Regions from separate parts of the Zea mays genome. Here region 2 is linked to region 1. Evidence: chromatin contacts called from public Hi-C data. All regions are on one chromosome and are shown on one strand. Each heading gives the region's core, a stretch centred on a gene start, on an enhancer-like site or on the middle of the called end of the contact. The rest is flanking DNA. Distances are from core to core; before and after follow the strand shown.

The links. A called contact is a pair of places that touch in the nucleus more often than the background predicts.
Region 2: a Hi-C map of ear shows a contact between it and region 1, with 2.8 times the contacts expected there. The contact joins the enhancer-like site here to the promoter of LOC100383476 in region 1. A contact is called at or near these places in 3 of 25 Hi-C or Micro-C datasets (ear, endosperm and leaf).

Annotation. Positions count from the first base shown.
Region 1 is chr7:26,745,229-26,748,431 of Zm-B73-REFERENCE-NAM-5.0, forward strand. LOC100383476 reads left to right here and starts at 1,725. Exons shown (of 5, transcript NM_001176124.1): 1 at 1,725-2,231. The coding sequence starts at 1,848.
Region 2 is chr7:27,113,639-27,116,841 of Zm-B73-REFERENCE-NAM-5.0, forward strand. No RefSeq gene overlaps it. Among protein-coding and RNA genes, the nearest start is that of LOC100194374, 20 kb to the right of the region's middle. Within about 2 kb of position 1,478, at least 12 of the 20 cell types and tissues checked have an H3K27ac peak or open chromatin away from gene starts, as enhancers often do. A contact at or near this core is called in ear and endosperm, where this site is marked.

The DNA.
Region 1 (3,203 bases), core at 475-2,974:
AGACTGTCCGCGGTGGTGACGCGGACGGTCAGTGCATGCGTAGAATTAGTTAGGGTTCCGGATTTCTAGCGGGATTTGTTAGCTAAACCTACGAGATTAACTCGAGAACCGACTTGTAACGTGTCCAGACCTCCCCTTAATATAGATGAAGGGCTACGACCGATTGAATCCCCTACAGTCGACCTAATCAAATCTATTTATCAATTTTATCTTATTTATATCGTTCTTCCAATTCCCAGGAGTATTCCCCAACAATCTCTCTTCGACTCTACGTCGATTAGAGGAACACCGGTCGGCCTGCCAACCCGAAGCAACGCCTTGGAACTATCCTCTTCGATGGGATCTCTCTCGAGGCGAGTTCCAGGATTCTTCACAAAGAGGAAGATCCTCTGCGCTATTGCGGACCATCCGAAAGCGTGCAGAGGAGAACCATCTAGAGCTTGGAGAAGGAGACGTCGACAACGCGCAAGACCCCTGCCTGGAACGCCCAAACTTCATAGACATTTGTATATATTATTATTAATTTATCCGTTTTGTATATATGAATATATATATATAATTATAATTATTGAATATATATATATATATATTATTGTACATATCCATTTTAATGTAAGTAAACATATAATAAAATCTGGGTTCGATATTTTAGTAGTGGTTCTAGCAAAGAACCAGTACTAAAAAGAAACATTTAGTACCGTTTCATGCAACAAACCGGTATTAAAGATGTAAGTTTTAATACCTGTTTATGCCGAGAACCAGTACTAAAGTCTCATCTTTAGTATCGATTCATACAACCGAGATTAAATATGAGGCGTTCAGGATATATTTGTTTGTGTTATAATCTAGCCAGATTATATAATCTAACTTATTTTAAACTAACATTTAACTTAAAATAAGTTAGATTATATAAGCTGAGTAGATTGTAATCTCAAACAAACACCCCATAGTCCCAGATGCTAAGTATCGGTTGGAAATATGGTAATGTAGTGTGTGTTCGAATCTCCCGTATAGTGGTAATAGTTCAACGCAAATCAATAAATATTGATAACATTGATTATTATGCATTAGGCACGGGTACATATAGAGAATGTGATAAGTAAATTATGATAATATGGGTTTGATCGTGGACAAATCCAGATTTTTTTTCTCCTAACCATGCCGACACGTATATATGTTAGGAATGAAATTGAAATCAGACATCCAAACTAGAAATCTACTGCCATAGAGTAGTGGCATGCATCACTTGTTTACCTGTAGATACCCTCGTGATCTCTGTTCATTAAATCCGTACTCAAGTTGAGGTGATGTCCCTCTCTAACGCCATGTAATTGGGCACAGGTATCTAGCCTAGGTTGTTAAGCGCCACTTTGTTAGATGACCGTAAACAAATGTAGTAGAAATCACAATTCACAAGGATACGTATGGATTTGAAACAAGAAGTTACGTCTAGATGAGAAATACGAAAAAAAGGGTTGTTGGAAGGATGCCAAGAACAGCTATATATGACTTGTCTTTTCATGATTCCGTCACGTACGTCCAAAGTAATGTCGTCAAGAAGCGCTTAGATAACGACACAGGCTAGTTGGCCGGCGGCCGCGCTAACGCTAACGCCAAGGCTAATCCCGAACCCGAAATGGCAGGTAGCTCTGCTCGATGACTCGGCCCCTCTCGAAAGCCACGAAAATCGCTGGGCCGTTCGATTCACTCACCTCACTCCACCTCTTGACTGAAGAAGCCGTCTGCCTGCCTCCGACTCCCGCGTCTCTCCTCCAAGTGATCTCCTTCCACCTTTGCCGATCGCCCGTTGCCACCGGCCGGGCGATCCTCGTACTTCCACTTCCACCATGGCCTCCTCCTCCTCTTCCTCCTCCTCCTCCTCCTCCTCCTCCTCCTCCTCCCGCTTCCTCCTCCCGCTGCTACTGCTCTGTTCGCACCTCTCCCTCGCCTCGGCAGAGGAGGCGGCGTCGGCGGCAGCGGACCTCCTCAGCGAGGCGCGCGCGCCGGGGTTCGCCGCGTGGCTGCGCGGCGTGCGGCGGCGCATCCACCAGCGCCCCGAGCTGGCCTTCCAGGAGTTCCGCACCAGCGAGCTCGTGCGGGCCGAGCTCGACGCGATCGGCGTCCCGTACCGGTGGCCCGTCGCCCAGACCGGCGTCGTGGCCACCATCGCGGGCGCCGCCGCCGGCCCCGTCGTCGCGCTCCGGGCCGACATGGACGCGCTCCCCGTGCAGGTCCGTGCCCGCCTCCTGTCCCCCGCCGCAGGCCTTTCAGCGGTCTAAACTGCCACGGTTCTGTCTGTTTTTCTTTTTTTTTTCGAGTGTTCAATCATTTGCTTTTTGTCTCCTACTCCGTCCCTCCAAAATAAATCAAATTTTATAGATATCCTTGGTCAAACTATTTTAAACTTAATTAAATTTATATACAAACCAGAAGATATATGATACGAATTAATATTACATACAACAACTCTTTCTATAATATACTATTAATATTTTTTGTCGTCGGTTGTTTATTTTTGAACTAAACTGCGATAAATAAAAAAACGAATGGAGTATTAGTTTAGAACGAGGCTACTACTAGTAATGCTTGGTAAATATAATTGTGTTATCACCCAGTTCGGGCCATTCCTTTGAACACTAGTACCTCCATTATTATTTTTCCACGTGAGGACAATAGTACCTCCATTTTGTTTTTTATATATACCAGGCTTGTACGCCAAATCTTGTAATAACAAACTTTTCCACATGACAACAATCTTGTTATACATACGCTACATGCTTACATCACCGAAAGTATTTTCTTATTGTTGTGATGTTACTCGTATATAATCGTAATAGTGCTTCACGGAATTTGCTAGTAAAAAATGAGTTCAGAGGCCAGTTAAATCAAACCACGCTTTCTCTATTTTTTCAAATAAATGGAGCATATTGATTTAGGACCCAACTCGCAGCTGGAAGATACTTTAAGTTTATAGTAAACGCAAGAGTTTTTTTTTAAAAAAAAAACACTTGCCAAGTTACTGATTGTACCAATTGGGAAAATTGAGTACGGAGCTAACTTTTTTTTTTTACCTTTTTAATAATTTATAATATTTGGTTGCTAAAAATCAATTCCGCCACTCAACCTCCTGCTGCACTTGACTTCAACTGTTCCTCCCATTCAATTCCCTATTTTCTATTTTTTTACGCTACTTCCCCTATATA
Region 2 (3,203 bases), core at 228-2,727, 370 kb after region 1:
TGGGAAGAAACTCTTGGCGACCAGACCCCACCTGCTAGTGACGGCCAGTGCGGTGCACGCGGGATGGCAAAGAGATTGACGAGTGGGTCCCATATGTCGGCACCACACTCCAAGTGGGCTGGCGGCCAGGTTACTGGGCCAAGGCCTGAAGATTCTGGCCCAAGCGCAGGTAGGAGCTTCCTTTCTTTTTTTCTTTTTCCTGTTTTCTTATTGCTTTTGTTTTAATTCAATTATTTTCATCTAATATAGGATAATTTGACTAGGGCCTCCTTCTTAATTAATCCTTATTAGAGAACACTTTTGCTTATATTTTGAAAGGAGTTTGCCTAATCTTCAAAACTCATTTTTGAGGTGTTTACATTTACTATTCTGGAGGGGTTAATCAAGCAAAAAAATGTTTAGGACGTTATTTTAACAACATCAATAGGTGGAGGGAGTAATATGGACTTTTTCCTTTTAGGAATGCAAACAGACACCTTATGGTATAAAAAATACTCTAGTATTCCTATAAACCATGGCATTGCCTAAAACTATAAACTTCCAAATACGCCCTGATATGTTGTTACATGGCCTTAAGGTGGAGCCAATCCTATAGTTCCATTAACCAAAATGTGATATGGTTGTTGCGACCAGGGTTCACAATTTCGTTTAGAATGATCAGAATTTCATTTTGTTGACCAAAATTTGACTTTTGTATTTTTATATTTTGAATCAAATTCCATTTGAAACCAGATCAAAATTCATTTTTCGGTTAGTAACGAAAACGAAAAAATGCTGAAATCAGGTGATCTCGGAACGAGAAAGTGAACCCTGGTTGCAACCCATTAAGGGCCCGTTCGGTTGACGGGGAATAGAAGGTCGGAACTGTTCCGGCCCGGATTGCTTCTCTAATTTGTATAAGTTTTGATTAACAGGAATAATTCTTGGTGTAATCCTGCAGAAACGAATGGGCCCTAACCCGGATGTGATAGGGTTGTCTTGTTGAAATACCCCGCTCGAACGGAAGAAAACACGCTTGACAAGACATATCGAGAGCCACTGTTTCTAGTTTGTCTTGTTGTTTGGTTCTTCCACTCACATGTCAAAACCCAACGATGGCTTGATTGTTAATGTTGTTTCTATATTGATAATTAAACAAATAAAAATATTATGGTATACTCATTCAGGATACATAAATTCATGTTACTTTAAATAGTGAAAAATTATATAGTAAGATTAGGGTGTTACACCTTGCTGATGTGGGTGAGCCAATGTAGCTCCCCAGCAGTAGTAAGGGACCCTTGCCAGCACGAACACCCAGACAAATTTGTCAAAAAAAACCAAACGTCTGTTGCTACTCGATTTCTAGCCAAGCAAGGCAAGGCGAGGTCTGGCATTAGAATCAAAAGTGACCAGCTCTCATTGTGATAGCCTCAAAGCTTGAATGCCCTCGAATATGGGCCCGCCACGACCAGGACTGAGTACACTTTTCGAAAGCCTTCTCCGTGCACGGTGCACGACACCATATCTAGATGAGGAGGGCATCGGCCCACACCTCACACATCTATGTTGACTTCAGCCCGCCATGTTGACGTAAGAGTGTAAGAGTGTGTTTAGTTAGCGGGTTGATGCGGATTGAAACGGGTTCAACCCATAACAACCTGCGTTTGGTTTAAAAGGCTCGCGGGTTAGATTGGTTCTGGGTCGAAATACTTCTTAAAAATATGGGTTCTAAAGATTTCTCAAAAACAAGCGAACCATTTCGACCCACTTTCTCTCCACCCTCCCATCACTCATGCCTTATCCACTCGAGACCAGCACAGGGGCGTGCCGCCACTACCAGCCTACTGGGACGAGGGACCCCGCCAGCCTACCCTCCAACGTTAATCCCCCGCTTGCCTCCCGTCGTTAGTTCCCCACTGGCCTGCCCTCCAGTGTGCTGGCCTCTATCAGCGTCGTCAGACTCCCCCACCGGCTTGTTGCGCCTCCCATCGTCAGTCCCTCGCTGGCCTGCCCTCCGATGCCGGCGTGTTCTCCAGTAGGCACAACCCGCGAGCCTTGCTAGTGCTGTCGTCGAACAGGTAAAGGTCAGTGCTCGTCATCGTCTAGACAAGTCCGCTAGTAATGGCAAATGTTACATCATTGAAATGCATCTTGATGTTGTTGGGATGTTCCTTTAATTATGTCTGAAATGTAACAGTGAGACCTCATCACTAAAAAATTATGACTTGGTTAATAATGGCTTTAATTTATGTATATCTTGTGCTTATGGATTTTTCAAATATTAAAATAGTGTCGGTTTATTTATTTTGAATGTTGTTATCTTATTGAATTAAAGATATAATTCTGAGTGTGGTAATATGACCAGAAAGTTGACCATATTCAGTTCATCCCTCATCACGAAACAAACAAGAGATGGTGCAGCTCCAACCCACTTTAACCATGTAATCAAACAAGAAACTAGGTTCAATCTGCCACTGAAACCAAACAAGGAACGGGTCCGACCCGACCCAGAAAAATGGTTCAGCTCCGACCCGACCCACGTTGTTCCGAAACCAAACACACCCTAAGAGACACATGTGGCTTGGGTTAACAATGCGACAGCCCACATAACATGGATTATACATGTTCATGGTCTATATCCCTATCAACATATGTTGCATTGAGATCTCGGACCACAAAAAGAAACAAGCACTAGGTTAACCTCTTGTATCTCTAACCCAGATATATGCTTTCCCTGTTATCATATCAAGTATTATGGACATGTTTGGTTTCCTACGGAAGACACCATATTCCGTCTAAGCTTAGTCGCTCGAATTGAAGAACTAAAGGGTTGTTTGGTTCGCTGCCTAACTTGTCACAATTTGCCTAACTTTTCTATCTAATGTTAGTTCTTCAATTAGAACGACTAACCTTAGGCACAGTGTGACACAATTAGTCACAAACCAAACAAACCATAAATTTAGGCAGAAAAGTTAGACAAGTTGTGGCGTCTTAGACACCAAACTAAACAGCCCCTACATCTTGCAGCTCTAGCCGCCTACGCACAAACATCTATTTTGTAGCTGCATCCAAGTGTACAAAAGATATCATGGTTCTTTATTCCTCCATTCTCCAATATCTGTTATCGCTCATTTTTGTGAACTAAAAGGCGACAAATAAAAAAATAGAGAGAGTATTTAACTTCTAACACAGTTAACATGGACAAAAAGACCATTTCCCCC